2 separate regions of the Triticum aestivum genome follow, and region 1 is linked to region 2. Evidence: chromatin contacts called from public Hi-C data. All regions are on one chromosome and are shown on one strand. Each heading gives the region's core, a stretch centred on a gene start, on an enhancer-like site or on the middle of the called end of the contact. The rest is flanking DNA. Distances are from core to core; before and after follow the strand shown. Region 1 holds the start of LOC123161646. Region 2 holds the start of LOC123162751 (probable xyloglucan endotransglucosylase/hydrolase protein 26).

Evidence for each region. A called contact is a pair of places that touch in the nucleus more often than the background predicts.
Region 1: a Hi-C map of leaf shows a contact between it and region 2, with 2.3 times the contacts expected there. The contact joins the promoter of LOC123161646 here to the promoter of LOC123162751 in region 2. A contact is called at or near these places in 2 of 5 Hi-C or Micro-C datasets (both in leaf).

What each region holds. Positions count from the first base shown.
Region 1 is chr7B:456,109,352-456,116,362 of IWGSC CS RefSeq v2.1, reverse strand. It overlaps LOC123161646, which reads left to right and starts at 4,378. Exons shown (of 4, transcript XM_044579457.1): 1 at 4,378-4,713; 2 at 4,788-4,886; 3 at 4,977-5,108; 4 at 5,205-5,584. The coding sequence starts at 4,470. The coding sequence ends at 5,431. It also overlaps the pseudogene LOC123158051.
Region 2 is chr7B:455,958,545-455,965,822 of IWGSC CS RefSeq v2.1, reverse strand. LOC123162751 (probable xyloglucan endotransglucosylase/hydrolase protein 26) reads right to left here and starts at 4,216. Exons shown (of 4, transcript XM_044580516.1): 1 at 3,990-4,216; 2 at 3,702-3,802; 3 at 3,420-3,613; 4 at 2,714-3,334. The coding sequence starts at 4,164. The coding sequence ends at 2,935.

The sequences.
Region 1 (7,011 bases), core at 3,129-5,628, 150 kb before region 2:
GAGGAGGCTCGAGGGCGCTGGTGGGCTCCAGAGGCGAGGTTGGCATGCGCGGGCGCGGGACGCCGGACATACCCAGGTTCGGGGCTCTCCAGAGAGATAACACCCCTAGTCCTGCCGAGTTTGGTTGGATGATGATTGATAGTACAATGTTGCTCCTGGAGCTGTGTGGAGGAGGAAGGAAGCTGGCCAAGGCTTGGGCTGCTCCTTCTCTCCGTTACTGCTGTTGGGTGGCTAGTTCTATGCTTGCTTGGGCTTCTGTTTCTTACTCTCTCGTACATTACATGCCTCTGTAGGCGTGGGTTCCTGGGGGGTTTTATAGATCAACCCACCCAGGGTTACAATGGTAATATGCCGAGTCGGTGGGTCCGTATTGTCGGTGTCCGGGACACCGAGCTGGGTCCCGCTTGTGGGCTTGTGGTTCGCCGGGTTCCCCTAGGTGCGGGCCCCGCGGCCTAGGGGGACTGTGCGCCTTTTTGTCGATCGTCAGGGCGTGGCCGAGTCGAGTCGTGTACAGTGCTCTCCGTCAGGCTGCCGCTTGCTGTTGTCAGCCGTGAGGGCGGGAGCACTGTTGCCACGCCAGCCTTGGTCAGCAGGTAGGTGAGGGGCACTGTTGCCATGCCCCAGCTGACCACAGCCATGGGTGAAAACACTATTGTCTTGGTCATCGATGGTTTAGGTCTCGTCCCATCGTACGGCCTGGATGGGATGGGAGCTGACCCGTGGCTGGGTTGTTGTGGACGCCACGGGTGGGGCTAGCTTGCCGTGGAAGCCTTGGTTACGCCGGGTCGAGTTGTCTTGCGCCAGTTGCTGCGGCCGGGTTGACGTACCTTGCCGGGTCGGGGAGTTTGGTCGGGTTGCGGGCCCTGCCAGGTTGAGCGACCCGGCCAGGCGCGTGCCGATTTGCGGGGCGATGCGGGCCCCGCTGTTTTTGAAAAGGATTCGGGTTCCGTTGCCTGCCCGGGGTTCATCCCCCGACAGGCGGAGCGCTGGTGAAGGCTCCAAGATGGGATCTCGCGGATACAGAAGGTTACGGCGGTGAAAATAGTTTTTCGTGGTCGCCTATGATGTTCTCGGGGTACGTGGGTATATATAGGAGGAAGAAATACGTCGGTGGCCGCCCGAGGGGCCCACATGATAGGGAGTCGCGCCCAGTAGGGGGGGCGCCCTCCACCCTCGTGGTCGCCTCGATTGCTTCTTGACTTGCACTCCAAGTCCTCTGGATCACGTTCGTTCCAAAAATCACGTTCCCGAAGGTTTCATTCCGTTTGGACTCCGTTTGATATTCCTTTTCTTCGAAACACTGAAATAGGCAAAAAAACAGCAATATGGGTTGGGCCTCCGGTTAGTAGGTTAGTCCCAATTATGATATAAATGTGTAAAGTAAAGCCCATAAACATCCAAAACGGGTAATATAATAGCATGGAACAATCAAAAATTATAGATACTTTGGAGACGTATCAACAAACCCTTTAACACGTCGGGTTGCGAGTATTTGTTATTTGTGTGCAGGTGCTGTTTACGTGGTGTGAGGAGGTTCTCGTAGTGGTTCGATAACATTGGTCTCATCACTGAAGGAAATACCTACCGTCACTATACTGCATCATCCCTTCCTCTTTGGGGAAATACCGACGTAATTCTAGCAGACATCAGTCGTTGTTCCAGCCAGCGATGTTTTTTATACTTTTCTATAACAAAGGCTTTGCTGCAAAAGTCCACCCGCAACATTGTCTTTATTGCAGAAAATTCTCGATTCACACCGCACATGACAACATCGTTTTCAGTGAAAAATCTGCAAATTATTCATGTTGCAAAAGTTCTCCCGCAAAACAGTACCATTTATGTTGCAAAATAAAGATGAAAAAAAATATCTGCAACACAATCTTTGTTGAAAATGTTTCTGTAATGACATTTGCAACTGTTGCAAATGCTCTGCAACACCAAGTTTGATGCAACGAAGAGGATAGTGTTGAGCCGCCAGATAACATCTGATCTAACGTCCACGGACGTGGCAGGTCTTTTAAAAAGAATCAGCCAAACGCAACTCACTGAATCTGCCGTCGCTACCCCCCACCCCCCACGACAAAGATTGAAGAGCATTATTTCTTCATGCTCAACACCAACCATTAAGAGCAACTCCAACGGGCCGACCCAAATGGATGTTGCATTTGTCTGCTTATTGTCCGTTTGGGTCGGCCGCCCGCTCGGCGTCCACCCCATTTTGCATTTGGGTCGGCAGTGCGCCCAACGCACCGACCCATTTCATGTCCGCATTCAACTTTTAAAAATAGGCCCGCGGGCGATCATGCCAGCGGCCATGTCTCATGCCGGCATACAATGCCGGCTTCAGAAAATATCACCATAGTTCATGCTGGCGCACTCGTCAGCCGGCCGGCACACATGCCAGCACACAAAAAAGGTGGGACTTGAGTTCGATCACGCCATCGCGGCTCCCGTGGTCATGCCGGCACACCTGCCGGCATACAAAAAAGATGGCGCTCGCCACCATAGATCACTCGTCATCGAACTTGAGCATGACGGCCTGCATCTTCTCGAACCACGACCTCTTCCTTGCGACACGGTGTTGAGATCCACCTTCATGATCTCCACCCCGGTCATCATATTCGCGAGAGCCACTTCTTTCGCCTTGGTCTTGGCGTTGGCAGCCTCGATCTCTATCATCTTGGCTTGCTTCTCCGCCTTTAACTCAAACATCTTGGCTTGCTTCTCGGCGTCCAGCTCCAGCCTCCTCTTTTGGATCTCCATGAAAGCGTCCATTTGCTCCGCCTTGAAACGCCGACGCTCCTTCTCCCTTGAGTCCTTCTTATTCATCATGCCGTCCATGCCTGCGATCAAGGCGTTGGTGGCCGCATCTCGCTTGTCCTCCTTCTTGGAGTTGGTCTTCTCCCGCGGCCGTGTCGGCTCGCCCTTCCCAACATCCTCCACGGCTTTCTTCCCCCCACGCGACTTGAGTGCGGCATATTGCGTCTTGAACTTCTCCTCGTCCTTGATGACCCGATAACAATGGGAGAGGTTGAAGCACTTGCCATTGTGTTGAACCTTGAATGCCTCCAAAGCTTGAAATGCCTACAAAATGTTTCCATGCAAGCATATGTGCAAGTGATATGCAAATGAACACGCAAAGGATGAACTTGATGACACAAAAGAGGGCGGCTTGCTAGCATACCATGTCTTGCATGCCGATGCCGCTCACGGGGCGGGCCTTGACGCTCTCAAGAGTGGCGCAAAACTTGTTGCACTCTTGTTGGATCACCCTCCATCGCTTGGATATAGAGACCCACCCACGCGTGCTCATAAATTGTTAAGGCGAAAACTTCTTGCGCTCATGAAACTTTCGGTGGACAAGAATCCAAAAGGTTGAATGCTTTAGCTCGGCGACCGTCTTGGGGTCTTGTCCAATGTCTCGCCAAAACTCGCAAAGAAGTTTGTCCTCGTCCGCCATGTACGCCTTCGTGCGCTTGCTCTTGCGCTTCGGCTTAGGACCGGCGGCTTGGTTGCGAGCTCGTCCTCGAACAAAGGCTCCACTTCGATGTCACACTCGTCCTCTTCCTCTAGCCCGTAGTCGTTCGGAAACTCGTGGTCGTCCTTCTTTGGCTTGGTCATGGCGGCCGTCTTGCGAGGGGCACGAGGCTTGCCTTTCCCGGAGCCGGTGGCGGCGCTGGACGAGGCGAGGGAGGCGAGGCCGGCGGCGGCGTCGAGGTCGACGGCGTCGTCCATGGCTGGTTGGGGTGGGAGCGCGCGCATGCGGGAGTTTTTTTTGAAAAAATGAGGGGAAATGGTGGTGACTGCCACCGACCGGCGGGGCCGGGGAGAGGAATAGGCGCGCGCGCGTCCGTCTCGTGTCCGCGCCGACGCAAATCCGGCTCAAAAATGGATCGCCATGCGGACGCCAAGCGAACACGCGTCCGTTTGGATCGACGCGTTGGACCGTCTTTTCTGTCCGCGCCGACCCAAACGGACGGCGGCGGACGAAATGGGTCGTCCCATTGGAGTTGCTCTAAGAGCAAAGAAATTATTAACCGGGGCGCCGTCCATTCACGATCAAATTATTAAGAAAGTTCAGCTCTTCTCGACCGATGGCGGTGTCCATTCGCTATCAACGAAAGTTCAGCCCTTCTCGATCAACCGAAGAAAGGAACCCCAGGTCTCGCCGTCTCGGCTGCAAATAGTCCATGTTCTGGAACAGATGACGAGCCTGGACCAGCGACCTTCCTGGGCAGGCCGTGGTCGTCGTCAAGTCTGATCGATCTCACGTCAAATCTGACTGCTTCTATTCTTCCACGCGGGTGCATGCCACATTAATGGTCCGTCCGGCGGCTATGGGTCACTAGTTAATTAGCTTCCATACATAAGTTCGTGTCCCTCATCGTCCTCGTGCACCAAGCTCGATCCGGGCACAAGACGAAACCACACGTACGTACAGCTCGATCCGGCCGGGCCGGGACGGCGAAATGGGTCGTACCAACAGGTCGGCCCTCGCGCTGGCGTGCCTGCTGGCCCTGCTGCTAGTGCAGCTACCTCGAGGAGCCCGTGCAGTAGATGGGGATCTGTGCGGCAAGGTGAAGTGCGGCATGGGGAGCTGCGGCGAGTCTGGCGACTACATGTTCGGGTTCGCGTGCCGCTGCAACCCGGGGTGGAGCCGGTACCATCTCGGCGACGTGGACTTCCCCTTCCTCCCCTGCGCCATACCAAACTGTACGTACACCCTGCACGCCAGTTTTCTTGATGATGGATCAATAAGAATCGACCGCCGTAATTCGTCTGGGCAGGCACCATCAACTACTCGTGCCAGGACGGCTCGTCTCCTCCGGCTCCGTCACCGCCGCCGCCAGCAGCGCCACCGCTGACAAACCTCTCAGTCTACGACCGTAATTAATCACCACCTCAGATGATCGCGAAAGAGTTTCTGTTTATCCATTCAAGCATTCGCCACTGAGTCCTGCCTTCCAATGGCGCAGCTTGCTTGATGCAGTACTGCGGGGGCGGCACCTGCGAGAAGGTGGAGTCCTCGGCGTTCGCGCACAGGTGCGCCTGCCCCGACGGCTTCAGGAACCTCCTCGACGACGACGCCTACCCCTGCTACCGCCAGTGTGAGTGACTCAACAGCATGTCGTGACTGAGGTATGAGTATGAGTATGACTAGGCTAACGCTGCCTCGCCGGCGGTTTGGTGTTTCCACCGTGCAGGTTCTCTGGGATCAGGCTGCTCAGACCTCGGGATCGGCATAATCAACGGGTCCGACCCGAGCACGTCGCCGCCAGCACCCGTCTCCTTCACCGTCCAGAAGAGCGGCGCTGCAGGCGGTTCAGCACCACCGGCGCACGGGCTGCTGGGGCTCCTCATACTGATTACCTTCTTCTGGGTCCAGAGTCCAGACAGTTTTGTGAAAGTAAACCAAGTGTGTGGCGTTTGATTGGGAGCCATATTGTCCCAGTTTTCATATACGATGAGTATACATTTTGTGTTGGTGTTTGCAGAAATAAAATCCAACAGAACAGATGAAGTGTTGATGAAGTGTTGCAATTTTGTGTTGGTGTTTGCAGAAATAAAATCCAACAGAACAGATGAAGTGTTGATGAAGTGTTGCCTTCTAAAGTTCTGTTGCCCGCTGGAGGGTGTAGAAATACATGCTCTAGCCAACGCAACCAAAAAATTAATCTGTTGGAAGAGACTAGGCAGCACATTATACGTCAACACTTTCCCTCACGTGTGGCTCCCTCAAACCTAAACGTGGATCGAAAGTGCGCTGCAATTTTAATTGCGCCAGCCGGGTCTTGAACTCAAGACCTCTTGGCTGTGATACCATGTACTCCTTCCGTTCCTAAATATTTGTCTTTCTAGAAATTTCAACAAGTAACTACATGCGAAGCAAAACGAGTGAATCTACACTCTTAAATATGTCTATATACATTCGTATGTCGTAGTCCATTTGAAATCTCTAGAAAGACAAATATTTAGGAACGGAGGGAGTAGAAGGGAAAGAATAGGCTGTGCAACACAATGCATTGATCGGTGCATCAGGCACATATATATGAATACAGAAGGGGGCCACAACCTCAACTATACGGAGGAACTAGGAGATGGGCCGAAGACACAATATACACGTATACAATATATTCAACAGATGGGAATACAAAACACTTATAGAGAAATTCAGGGGGGGGGGGGGGTGAAATAGAGAAACAACGCGGAGACAAAGGAAGAAGGGAGAAGAAACGACGACTGGTATCGACATGAACGTGCATACAAACGCGTGCAATGCCACCGGTGTTTGGAAGATCCGTTCGTGTATAGACTTATGTCGAGACAACCATATGGCCTATAGTGTGGCCATCATCTTCACAAACTGTTCATGTGATAATGTCTCAAAAAGAGAGAAGAGCCATTGTCATGCATTTGGTTCCGTCATAGCAACCAAACGTTGTCCCAGTTCCTCATCAACCAACGCCAATGAATACCTTGATGTCGTCCATTCCAGTAGCGAGTGCCTCCAAGAGTCAGGCGAGCCGCGGAGGCCGCACAAACTCGTCGATGACATGTGTCTGTGGGCTCTCACATCTTCGGTCGGAGGTGATTGTTTCGGTAGCCTCCATAAAACCATTTTGATTTTCCCTGGTACCTGAGTTTTCCATAATGATTTTCACGCTCCTTGTCCATTCGTGCCTGAGGAGCCGCCCGAACCATCAAGCCACGCCTCTCTTCTTTGTCTGGTCTCAACTAGCATTCTATAGGCAGATTTGACCGTGAACATGCCATTCTTTTTAAATTTGATGAGATGGATCGAATGAATCGAAGCTGGCTGCCTAGGGGCGCGAAGACTATTTCTCGCATTCAGCGAGCCCGAAGTTTTCTCTTGCTGAAGCGTTTCCTCTTTGTCTGGTCTCAACTAGCATTCTATGTCAGATTTGACCGTGAACATGCCATTCTTTTTAAATTTGATGAGATGGATTGAATAAATCAAAGTTGGCTGCCTAGGAGCGCGAAGACTATTTC
Region 2 (7,278 bases), core at 2,967-5,466:
AAGCGTTTGAAAAATTGTTATATGTGTATTGAAAAAATGTATCTTGTGTATGCCAAAAGTGGATACGAAACAATATACAATGTGTGTGAAAAAAATATCATGTATTTAAAAACATGTGAAACAAATGTTAACCAAGTGTTTGAAAAATGTTAAATGTGTATAGAAAAAAATCTTGTGTATACCAAAAATGTATATGAAAAAATATATAATGTGTGTGAAAAAAGTTGATCATGTATTTGCAAAATGTTAAATAAGAATTTGAAATAATGTTAAACAAGCATTTGAGCATATGTAGAGAATTTTTTTTGAACATGTATTAAAAAAAATCTTAATCTTGCATTTGATAAAATATTAATCGGGAATTTGAAAAAATGTCAAAAATATGTATAGAAAAAATATTGACCATATATTATAGAAATGTTAATTTTGTATTTGAAAAATATAAATCAAGCATTTGTAAATGTGTATAGAAAGATGTGAATATGTATTTAAAATATGTTAATCTGTATTTGAACATGATCAAGCATTTGAAAAAAGTTAAAATGTGTATAGAAAAAACTGTTGACCAGTTATCAAAATAAAGTTACTCTTGTATTTGAAAAATGTTGATCAAGTATTTGAAAACCAAGATGAAACAAAGAAAAAACATTTTAGAAACAAATAAAAACATTTTTGGCATTTTCTTCCTTTTTTTGGATAGAAAGAAGGGTACACTGGGAGGGCAAGAGGTAGTTAAAAACGGAGAAATTAGTGAGGAAACAAAGAAGAACAGTAAAAAACAAAACAAAAAAAACCTACGAACAGCAAACGAAGTGCAGCGAGCAAACTCGATTGAGAAACCTAATGCGGATAAAAAGACAAAAATGGGCTGGCACAACTGCTGCATCACAGGGGGAAATGCTTCAGCGAGACAGAAGAAACTGTTGCGTGAAGCGAGATATAGTCGCCGTGGCGAAGTTATGTCTCCATCTGGGGTATTTTTTGACAAAACTGGCCTCTTTCAGCGACTTCAAGCACGTCTGGCCCCTGGCCGAAACTAATTCCAAATTTGGCCCCTAGGGTCGGCGCCAAAGAACAAGGCGCCGAATATGCACATCTCGGCTCCAACATCTATGGCCCCGAACTAGTGGGCCCAAGAACATCACCGTAACACCGAGTGGACGGGAAACCGGCGACGTGGCGTATTCGGCGCCGAACTACAGATAGGTTTCCATCGATTCACCGTGGGGAAATTCCCCATATCCTTTTCATCGAACCTAGTCGAGCCGCCGCAGCCAGCCGAGGTAGCCGCCGTCGGCCCCGGCCAGGCGCCATACTTGTTGCTTTTGTTTCGAGACCTTTTATGTCTATGAACTAAGTATGCGTGACATTATGGTCATTTCTCTTATGTTTGGACTCTTTGTGATGATGTTTGTTAAACATTTTAGTGTTGCGCTGTATTGTGATGGCTTTTGTTGTTGAGCTATGATGTGTTGTGCTGAGATTTGAGATGTTATATATCTGCTGTTGTTATGTTTCAGGGTTGGCTACAAAATGAGTGGAGGTGATGGCCAAATTTTCTATCAGCTGGGTGCTTTGGCGCTAGTGAGATTGGCGCCGAGATTGACCAGGTCGGCGCCAGGGAACGTAGTGCCGAAATGAATAACGACGGCGCCGGGTTACGCGGCGCCTAGACCGAACACTTCAGCGCCAGCCGTCGTCCGAATCCAGGAGGCATCCAGAACGATGCAAACAAGAGCGTTGGTTTCTTCTAAGGATGACGGCACTGCTCGCTGTGGCGCCGAAGCTCGGCGCCAAGTACCATGGCGCCGCACGTTGGCGCTCAACACCTTGGCGTCGAATATGCCACGTCTCCAGTTTTGCCATCCGTTCGGCTTGACGGGCAGCTGTTGGGCCCACTAGTTCGGCACCATATAGAATAGAGCCGAGATGTGCATATACGGCGCCCTGCACTTTGGTGCCGGCCAGATTTGCTATTAGTTTCGGCCAGGGGCCAGACGTGCTTGAAGTTGTTGTAAGGGGCCAGATTTGTCAAAAAATACCCATCTGGGCGAGAAATAGCTATGGCGCTCAATGTAGGCAGTAGTGTGGCATCGCCCTTGCCACTGCTGAAACATTTTCCCCAAATGCAGCCTGAAACATTTTCAGACAATAATTCAGAGATGAGCCTGAAACATTTTCCCCAGTAATTCAGAGATGAGCCTAGGCTCACATCTATTCTAGCTGAATAGTAAATAAAAAAACGACACTGACTTTTCTTAGAAAAAGCTGAAATATTTAGGCATCCAACACTTGTTGCGTTAGGAGCGTGCAGATGTTTGTGGTCAAATGACATCCGAGGAGCTCGTGTCAACAAGAAAAAAGGTCTGTACAGTGCTCTTTTTCAAAGTTTCCCCGGCAGTCAGTTCTCTTTAAAAAGGTAAAAAAGTAATGTCTATAAATATTGATTAGAATCTCACTCAAATCCTATACATGTAAATTTTCATAAAATAATATAGTTTAAGTTTAAAAACTGTGCTACAAAGCTATCCCATTTCTCATTTTCAGCTAGGTCGCACATGGCCATACCATTTTGTGAACATTTATATGGATAAGTTTCTATGGAATACGTAGCTATCTAGTACATCAGCATTGATTTTAGTAGCGGCGATCATTTCATTTAAGAAAGACACACCATTTACAACTATCTGATCCCAACAGGAAGAACTTTATATTCGAGAGAAGGCAACATCCTCTTTGGATCATTATAAATCATTGATCAGGCCAAAACAGAATGCACGTAGTAATCTCGCAAGAAACAATCATCAACAGAAAAGAATAAACATATCAGGAGATTCGACGCGACGCCCCTCAAACATCCAAGGGAACAAAATGGGAGGAGTACGTGCGCGCATCGTATCATCGATCATATGGTTGTATCACTTGATTTTCTCATCAGTACTGTTCCATGTCGCACTCGGGCGGCACGGGGCCCTTGCCGCCGTCCCTGGCTTTGGCGCAGTAGTCGTAGATGGTGTAGCCGAGCTGCACGGCCCTGAGCTTGCGCATCTGCTCCTTGGTGAGCTGGGACGGCTCCGGCGGGGTGTCCTTGTTGCATCTGGCGGCGCATTCGGCGTCGGCGCCTGAGCACTCGCAGACGTCGAGGCCCATGTTGTTGTACTCGGCGACGAAGGGCGCCTTGGTCCAGTCCGTCTTGACGCGGCCGCCCTGCGTGGCCCAGTCGTCCGCCGACCAGATGCTGGAGAAGCCGTACATCGGCCGCTTCGTCGGGAACGGCACGCCCTTGCTCGCGTAGTTGCGGAACACGCGGATAGGGATACTGTCCACAAACCACCTGCCGATCCATGGAAGTCAGCCTCCGTTGATTCTGCATATAATCAGGCAGCAGAGGTACAAGGATGCATGCATGGGCTGCTTACACGATCATGGAGGGGTTCCATAAGATGGTGTAGTTGTGGAAGTCGTCGGTGGGGTCGAACCAGGGGTAGAACTGCACCTCCTTGGCGCCCACGCCGTCGGCGAACACGTTGGTGTGGATGGTGTAGGGCTGGCCCGTCTCGTTGCCCAGGAACTCGAAGTCGATCTCGTCGTGGTCGTCGCCCACCGACGACGTCTGTCCATCGTCATTAGTTTCACATGATCAGTTAGCCGTCAAATGTAGTCCGTCAGATAGTCTCAGATGAGTCGTTAAGCTGACGTACGTAGTAGGTGGTGACGGTGCCAGCCGAGTTGCCCTTGACCAGCTTGATCAAGGTGGAGATGCTGCCGTAGATGAACGTCTTCTTGGTCCGGAGCATACTGCCTGATGAAACCCACAATCCAAAACAGCAATGATCATCGGGATCGCCATGCACGTACGGAATGGAATTCAGCAAGCAAAAGAGCATTTTTTTTTTCGAGAGTACGTCAAAAGCGTACGGAACGTAATTCAGCAAGCAAAAGAGCATTTTGACATGTAAAAAGTTGCTGAGAGATTCGATGTGTGTTACCTGAAATGTTGCTGACGAGGGAGAGCGTGAGGTGCTCCCCTCCGTCCGTCATCGCGGCGTTCTGCGGCTCCCACGTGATGTCGCACAGGTCGGCGAAGTTGGCGCTGACGCGCCCGAGCCTGAGCACCGCCGCGAAGGCCACAACGGCGAGGAGAGCCCGCATCGACATCCCCATCTCCTCCTTGCCTGTGGACAGCCAACTGATGCGTGCGTGCGTGCGATCGACGACTTCGAGCTGGTAGAGAATTCAGAGGGGCGCCGGTCCAGCTTATATAAGATGATGAGAACTTCCATTTCCAGTTCAGAGAGGGGAGGTTCTGGTGCGCATGTAGGCACGTAGAAATGAATAATGGTCTGTGTAGCCCCGACGGATTCTGCCAGCTTGCCCGACGTCTGAATGATTTGACTAATGGAATCTTCTGGTTGATGATCTAATAAGGAATGGTTCTTGGCAGAGGGTTTAGTAGTGCTCCGCATGACCAATGCCGTTGTCCTTCATCGACGGGCCTGCACGCGGCGACTGCTGCTATAGTGCTCGCCATCACCTCCGGCATGCGTATGTGTCACTAGGTCAATGGCCAACGGCGTTCGCCATTTGTCAAACGAGGACATTTTGGGCAAATGTTTGCTTCAGTGTTTCATTAAGTAGTATTGCTGCAGTTGAAATAATCTTGTGCTCATTTGATTGGAAAATAGTACTCCCTCCGACCCATATTACTTGTCGCAGACTTAGTGTAACTTTGTAACATGGATCGGAGGAAGTAGAAGAAGTTGCTGGTCTGATAGTGACGTGCGAGATTTTCTAGCGTCATATTACTGTCCAGCACTACTGCACTGGATACAAGTCGGCAAGTTGTTCTGAGTCCAAATGGTGAGAAAATCGACCAATTTGACTTTTAAATATGAAGTCTGAATTTTATCATATGGTCTTCGCTAACTGTCTGTATTTTCCTTCTGCAAGTCATGATCTTCTGACCAGTTCTCTGCTAACAGTTTCTATTTTCTTTTGGCTCTCCGTGGGCCTTTCGCTTTTTGTTTGTTTTAGGTCTGTATAAGGCCTTCTGTGCGCAGAGAATAAATTAGTTTTTCCTTAAGTATCAGTGCTTAATTAGACCCTTCACTATAGAGATAACAGTGATGCTTAAAAAAAAATATTTTATTTTAAAAGTAAATACACTGATGATGCTTGAACTTATTAAGGATGTTCGCTTTAGTGTCTGAACTAAAAAAAATACGCCAAACAAGTTCTAAAACTTGATACGCTACTAGAAATAACATGAAAAATCGAACAAGCAACCTGACGATTGCGCGCTGCTCCCGCTAGCCACTTCAACAATCGATGACAGAAACGGCCCCAGAGCTTAATGTATTTTAACCTAAACTCTTCTGTCCATAAATGAGCTGCAGCCACTGCCCATTTTGCACATGTTATTTTTTTAAGTAAAAAGTACGTACATTTTTTGATAAAGGGTGAATTTTATTGGCTCAAATGAAGCATCGAGATGGTACGATATAAGCACACATCCGACCTCTGCATAATTAGGATGCACACAGCTAATTCAACACACACACATAAACATGCCAACAACTAGCAAGGTCACAAGACCAAAAGCTATGCATAGGCATGAAAAAAAGAAAAAGAAAAAGTAAAAAGCTCCAAAGAGATCAGATCAGCAATCGACAAACTACAACTGAGACCATATCCGCACCAACCATTGACATCACATGGAGGCCGATGATCTTCAACAGCAACGCCTTTAGAAAGGAAGCGACACTTAAGCGCCGCAGTCACCGGATCCAACCACAAAGGCCAGAATCAAAGTTTTCACCCTGAATAATAGCCTGAACATATCCGAGCAATGCCTCCAACAAGGTAACGACATAGAAAACATCGTCATTGCCAGGTATGACCACTCGGGTCTGACCTTAGGCTTTCGCCCCAGAGCTCGAGACCAGGTGCTCACAGCACCACCATCAAAGCCACGCATGTGTTGCCGCTACAATTTGACCGCTGCCACTCCACCAAACATCCCTGTGCGTGATACATCCATTTTGCACCATGCTTTTATATCGATATTTATTGCATTATGGGCTGTTATTACACGTTATGTCACAATACTTATGGCTATTCTCTCTTATTTTACAAGGTTTATCATGAAGAGGGAGAATGTCGGCGGCTGGGATTCTAGCTGGAAAAGGAGCAAATATTGGAAACCTATTCTGCACAGCTCCAAAAGTCTCGAAACTCCACGAAAATCATTTTTGGAACTAATAAGAATTATTGAGCAAAGAAAGTACCAGAGGAGGGCCCACACCCTGGCCACGAGGGTGGGGGGCGTGCCCCCTGTCTCGTGGGCCTTCTGGTGACCCTCCGGTGCCAATCTTCTGCTATATGAAGCCTCTTACCCTGGAAAAAAATTATATGCAAGCTTACGGGACGAAACTCCGCCGCCACGAGGCGGAACCTTGGCGGAACCAATCTAGGGCTCCGGTGGAGCTGTTCTGCCGAGGAAACTTCCCTCCGGGAGGGGGAAATCATCATCATCGTCATCACCAATGATCCTCTCATCAAGAGGGGGTTAATCTCCATCAACATCTTCACCAGCACCATCTCCTCTCAAATCCTTGTTCATCTCTTGTATCCAATCTTGTATCCAAAACCACAAATTGATACCTGTGGGTTGCTAGTAGTGTTGATTACTCCTTGTAGTTGATGCTAATTGGTTTATTTGGTGGAAGATCATATGTTCGGATCCTTAATGCATATTAATACTCCTCTGATCATGAACATGAATATGCTTTGTGAGTAGTTACGTTTGTTCCTGAGGATATGGGTGAAGTCTTGCTATTAGTAGTCATGTGAATTTGGTATTCATTTGATATTTTGATGAGATGTATGTTGTCTCTCCTCTAGTGGTGTTATGTGAAGGTCGACTACATGACACTTCATCATTATTTGGGCCTAGAGGAAGGCATTGGGAAGTAATAAGTAGATGATGGGTTGCTAGAGTGACAGAAGCTTAAACCCTAGTTTATGCCTTGCTTCGTAAGGGGCTGATTTGGATCCACTAGTTTCATGTTATGGTTAGGTTTACCTTAATACTTCTTTTGTAGTTGTGAATGCTTGCAATAGGGGTTAATCATAAGTGGGATACTTGTCCAAGAAAGGGCAGTACCCAAGCACCGGCCCACCCACATATCAAATTATCAAATTAACGAACGCGAATCATATGAGCGTGATGAAGCTAGCTTGACGATAATTCCCATGTGTCCTCGGGAGCGCTTTTCT